Linked DNA regions of Sus scrofa: region 1 is linked to region 2. A link is a contact called in public Hi-C data. All regions are on one chromosome and are shown on one strand. The core of a region is the stretch at or near the end of the contact, and the rest is flanking DNA. Distances in the headings are between cores, read along the strand shown. Region 1 overlaps LOC102158936 (a long non-coding RNA gene). Region 2 overlaps LIPC (lipase, hepatic).

The links. A called contact is a pair of places that touch in the nucleus more often than the background predicts.
Region 1: a contact with region 2 is called in a Hi-C map of fetal liver, with 1.7 times the contacts expected there. The contact joins two enhancer-like sites. A contact is called at or near these places in 1 of 47 Hi-C or Micro-C datasets (fetal liver) and 1 of 2 datasets of contacts at active chromatin or transcription factors (skeletal muscle).

What each region holds. Positions count from the first base shown.
Region 1 is chr1:113,717,009-113,719,708 of Sscrofa11.1, reverse strand. The region is part of intron 10 of LOC102158936 (a long non-coding RNA gene); the gene reads right to left. Among named protein-coding and RNA genes, the nearest start is that of AQP9, 130 kb to the left of the region's middle. Within about 2 kb of position 1,413, at least 1 of the 83 cell types and tissues checked has an H3K27ac peak or open chromatin away from gene starts, as enhancers often do. A contact at or near this core is called in fetal liver, where this site is marked.
Region 2 is chr1:113,557,945-113,560,644 of Sscrofa11.1, reverse strand. The region is part of intron 1 of LIPC (lipase, hepatic); the gene reads left to right. The region is part of intron 3 of LOC102158936 (a long non-coding RNA gene); the gene reads right to left. Among named protein-coding and RNA genes, the nearest start is that of LIPC, 24 kb to the left of the region's middle. Within about 2 kb of position 1,449, at least 19 of the 83 cell types and tissues checked have an H3K27ac peak or open chromatin away from gene starts, as enhancers often do. A contact at or near this core is called in fetal liver, where this site is marked.

The DNA.
Region 1 (2,700 bases), core at 164-2,663, 160 kb before region 2:
TACATGGATATGTTCATTCTGTGAACATTTATACAGCTATCCTTTTATAACTATTCACTTCTGTGAATATACTCTATCATTCCTATATATGTTTCTAAACATATATATACATTTATATGGAATTTGTAGGTCAAAGAAACTAGAAGTGTTTTAGAAAAAAAATCACAATAAAATACTGTATATCAAAGGTTTGGGGATATAGATAAGCAGTACTTATAGAGAAGAAATTCATGATTTAACTACATCATAAAGAAAAAAATCGATGAATTAGAAATTAAAGAAATGACACCAAGAAAACAGTAAATTTCAAAGAAGGTAGAAAGAAGGATATCACAAGTTTAGTTGCCTAAGACACTGCAAATATTAGTAGCTCTTCTAGTGTTAATTCATCCTTGCCTTCGTGATAGATATCCCATCTGTGCAAAAAGAACACCTGAGCCTTGAAACCACTTTTGCCCTGAGGGTTTTGGTTGATCTAGGCAAACTTGGACTTCAGTTTGGCAGCTTCATGGAGGGAGAAAAAAGAAGCGATGACCCTGGGCTCACCCTGAGCCTAGGAATCTAACAGAAACCCCCCTTCCTTATCAGGCTGCTTTCAAAAGATGACACCCTCAGAGAAAAATAAACCGGAAGTAAATCCACCCTGAACCCAGCACCAGAGCTCCAGTAAGTGTCACCTCATGCTGAGGGCAGCTTGTGTTCAACTGAACTCCCCAGTTCCTCCTTTTCCTTAAATTTCAGTCTGTTAGTTCCTTACAATCTTTTCACTACTGTAACATTTTTACTAAATTTAAAAATATGTTTTATATACATATATATTTTAGATAGCATTTACATTGATGAGAAAGGGCTTGAATTACCTAGCTGTTATCATAAACCAAACCTCTTTATAAGTGGTAAAAGTATAGAAATCTCTCTGGGAGTTATACACATCAGCTTAAGGCTAATGGTTGTTAACTGTGAGATGGAAGAGAAAAAAAAGAGATGGAGATGGGTCTTTAGCTTTATTTGTAATGTTCATATCTTTAAAAGAAAACAAAAAATATGAAGCAAATTTATAAAATTCCAACACGGGTTAAATTCTGGCAGTAGGCAGAAGCAGACATTGATGGATCACTTACCCAAAGTCCATTCTCTTTTTCTTTCTTATTAATGAAACCTCAATTTTGATAAGATTGGTAATGTTACCTTTCCAAAGTTTCTTATAGCCTGGAATGGCCATATGACATTGTTCTGGCCAAAGAGAGAAGGGTAAACGTCCCAGAGAAGGGCTTCTTAATTCAACAAAAATTACAAGGTTCTGTGTACGGAGAAGACCTTTTTCTGTCTTCTTTTGGCTTGGAATAGAAAAGATGACAATGGAAGCAGTCTTCAGATCATGAGGTTCAAAATGACTTAAGGTAGTGCTAAGGGTAGAGGAGAAGCAAGAGAGAAATCTGATCTTTGCAGGCCTAAGATACCATATCAGCTTTGGACTGTCTGCCTCCAAACTTCTTACAGCAGAAAAGTTAATTTTTTTTTTTTTTTTTTTTTTTTTTTTGTCTTTCTAGGGCCACACCCATGGTATATGGAAGTTCCCAGGCTAGGGGTTGAATTGGAGCTGCAGCTGTTGGCCTTTGCTATAGCCACAGCAATGCCAGAGCCAAGCCATGGCCACGACCTACACCACAGGTCACAGCAACACTGGGTCCTTAACCCACTGAGCAAGGCCAGGGATTGAACTGTGTCCTCATGGATACTAGTTGGGTTTGTTTTCACTGAGCCACTATTTTTCATTTTTTGGTTACAAACTTCTGAACCTAATCATGTATAGTACATTGGTACATAGATTTTATTATATTATTTTCTATATAATGAAATACCTCATAATTTTAAATTACTTTAAAATTTAAAAAGGTAACGGAAAATACAGGAAAGTATGAACAATTTTACCTAATGAGTTCAGTCTCTCTTCCCTGTTTAGGGTGGCTGGAGGGAATTAATGGCTGTATCAATATAATTCTTTCTGATTCTGAGAAGTTTCTTGGGCAGAATCTCATTCCTATTTCAGGCTTGAAAAAGAAATCAAAATGGGGTAGTGGAGTAGGGTTCAATTCTGCTTTGTCAGATAATCTCTGCTGTGGTTCTGAACACAAGCAGGAATGAGGATAGTCTTGTCTGCTTGACACTCTAAGTCCAGCTGTGGAGTGAAGCCAGTTTGACTGTTGTTACTGACATCGCTTACTCTAAGAAAGCTTGGTGGCCTGTGACCCCTAAATATTGTGTCATATGGTGTCACATTAAGATGTTTCATTAGCAAACAACAGAAAAAAACTAGTTGGTTGAGGCAGAAAGAGAAGGTACAGGAAGATAAGCTCACAAGATGACTGGAAAGGAAACTGAAGTAACCAAAGTGGGAGGATGCAGAAACAACTATCCTCAAAGAATTTAGTAGCAGGAATAGCTCACAGGTCTTTGCAGCCATTGATTAACTAAGTGACTCCAGTCATTTATCTCATCCTGTGACACTCCAGTCCAAATTCAAAGTCCCGAGTTTTTTTTTCTTGTGTGTGTGTGTGTGTGTAGATGTGTGTGTGAGGGAGAGAGTGAGAGAGAGAGAGAGAGAGAGAGAAAGAGACAGAGATTTCTTAGCTACGCATAATAAGCCTTAGGCCTTCTTGTCTGCTACCAGGGTTTGGACTTGAAGAACATGACAAAGCC
Region 2 (2,700 bases), core at 200-2,699:
TGGGAATTTCCATATGCCAAGGGTGCAGCCCTAAAAAGACAAAAAAAAAAAAAAGATTAAATGTAAAAGTGTATTGGGTCTATAGTTGTTCCAAACATAAATAGCACAAAAAATTTGAGGAAATATTCTTCCAGGATTCCTTTTTTTTTCCCCCTTTTCAGGACAGTACCTGCAGCATATGGAAGTTCCCAGGCTAGGGGTCAGATCAGAGCTGCAGCTACTGGCCTATACCACAGCCACAGCAATTCGGGATCTGAGCTGCACCTGCAACCTACACCACAGCTTGCAGTAATGCTGGATCCTTAACCCACGAAACAAGACCAGAGATTGAACCCACATCCTCATGGATACTAGCTGGGTTTGTAACCTGCTGAACCACAATGGGAACTCCTCTTCCAGGATTCTACAACAATAATCTGACACACCAAAGAAGTGGTGTATGTCATTGTTAAATGACTGAGGTTCCCAAACAGATCTTCAATTTTTTCAGTTTTTTCTTACTCCATGTAAATGAAAATATCAATTAACATTCATATTAGAACTATCCATATTCATCATTTGCAACCATGGGTTGGCTAGCGATACAAAAGTTCATCGAAAATCAGCAAGACCATTCTGTGACAATCAATTATCTACACAGAGTTTACAATAAAGGGTATTGGATGTTTTATATTATTTTTAAATTGCATAATATGTATCCTTGACATTAATAAAATGTATGATAAATCATATATATACATATGATTAGATATTTCCCATCACACCAGTGCCTGAGGCACATCAACATAAAGAGGGACTTAACTGTCCAGAGTCGCCCACGTAAAGGACCAGAGGCAGAGTCCAGAGCCTGGGGAAGGTATCAAGGATGGAGGGACAATCAGGAGAGCCCTCCAGGGTGTCCTGGAAGGCTTCATGGAGGACATGCACCCTAAAGAACCATGGGACTGAAAATGAATGGAGAGTAGCTGCACTTCAGGCAGGTAAACAGCATGGGTGAAAGGGTGAAGGCTGGAGTGCCCTGACTTGGTCAGGACCACCAAGAGCAGAGGGTCAGCCCTGGGAAGCAGTGGGAGACAAAGTGGGCCCAGGTATATTTAATGACACAGAAACACACCATGTGGTTGAGTAGAAAAAAACAAAACAAAACCAAACAAAAAAACAGGCTACAAAATGTGTGCGCTTGTGTTAAGAGGGAGAAAAATACATTAGAAGAAAATCCTCTGAAATGCAAAGAGCTCTGGGTGACAGGATTATAGCTGATTTTGTTTTCATGCTTCTGAACATTTTCCGGTACCTTCCTATTATTCTGAAGTGGTGTGTGGCACTTTGATAATCATGAAAAAAAAATAAGGTTTTCTGGGTATGAAGGGCAAAAAGCAGACAGCCCTGAGAACTGAGATAAACCGGAAGCGGTAGTGAGAGAGGACACATCTGGCCTGATGCAGCCCGGAGGCCCCCAGAGGGCAGTGTTGAGAGAGGGTGTACTGTAATGCAGCCTAGGGCTGAGCCCCCTCTCCTGGGAGGACTGTAGGAACATCTGGGCTGCCTCCCGGTGCCCCCACCCCCAACCCCCTAAGGGCCTGAAGTAGTGCTATCTATGCAGGGGACCTGCCCCTACCCCTTCGCCTTAAGCAGATGTCTTCTTTCTCTTTTCTCCCCCAAGTACTAGTTTGCAAAGTTTTCCCCTCCAAACTCACAGAAGCAGAACAAATTGGAAACAACAAAAAGAAGCCGAAAAAACCCTAAGAGATCCTCTGTCTTTTTAGGACTTTACCATTGCAGTTTTCCCAACTGTAAGAAGTATACATTTTCAAAAGTACAGCTGATTCACAGAATTGGAAAATTAGAGTGGATCCTGGAGAACATTCAGTCCAACTCATTTATTTTACAAATAAGGAAATGGAAACTAAGGCCTTCGAGTGGCATATGCAAGGGCACAAAGCTAGGTGGAAACTGGTCTCCAGCAGAGATGACACCTGGGCCTGGTGCCTCCTTTCTCAGCATCTGAATCCTATCAGATGAGCAGCCCAGGGGCTCACCACCAGGTGGGCTGAACAGCCCTGGGCTGCAGAGCATAGCAGATTCTGATCCTTCCTTGAGTTTACCCATGCAAAGCCGGAACACCTACAAGGCACCAAGTTAATAATATACCACTTGATTTCTCTCTACCCCACACACCTGGATTAGCTCCCTCAGCGGACTGGACCACTCCCTCCCTACTGTGATGAATGACACTGCCAAAGCTGTCTTCTCCATAAAGACTTTCTTTAACTAATGCTGTGTTATTTTGTGATCAGTCACCTTCACTGTTGTTATCTTTACTTGCCAAACCAGCCAGGTCATTGTATTTGGCCCTCAAAAGGACTAAAACTCCAGTTTGGTCATTTTCTCTACATAAACTCGACCGAACTGCATACAAGGTGGGGATTTTGATCTTGTACTTAAATATCTAGCAGCCTCTGTGACTCACACAATTCCTTTTCCTCTCCCTCCTGGACCAAAGCCCACGTCTTCATCCTGCCACTAATGCTGGCTCTTTGGGGATTTTCTACAAATCTCTCTGTGTACGTGCCATGTTGTTCATCTTAAATTATATGCTACTGGAGCACAAGGAATATATAAGTATATGCTTTTTCTGATCAGGAGCATCTGTAGCTGAGGGAAGGGCAGGCCTCTCTTATGACTAGAAGACAGCGGGAA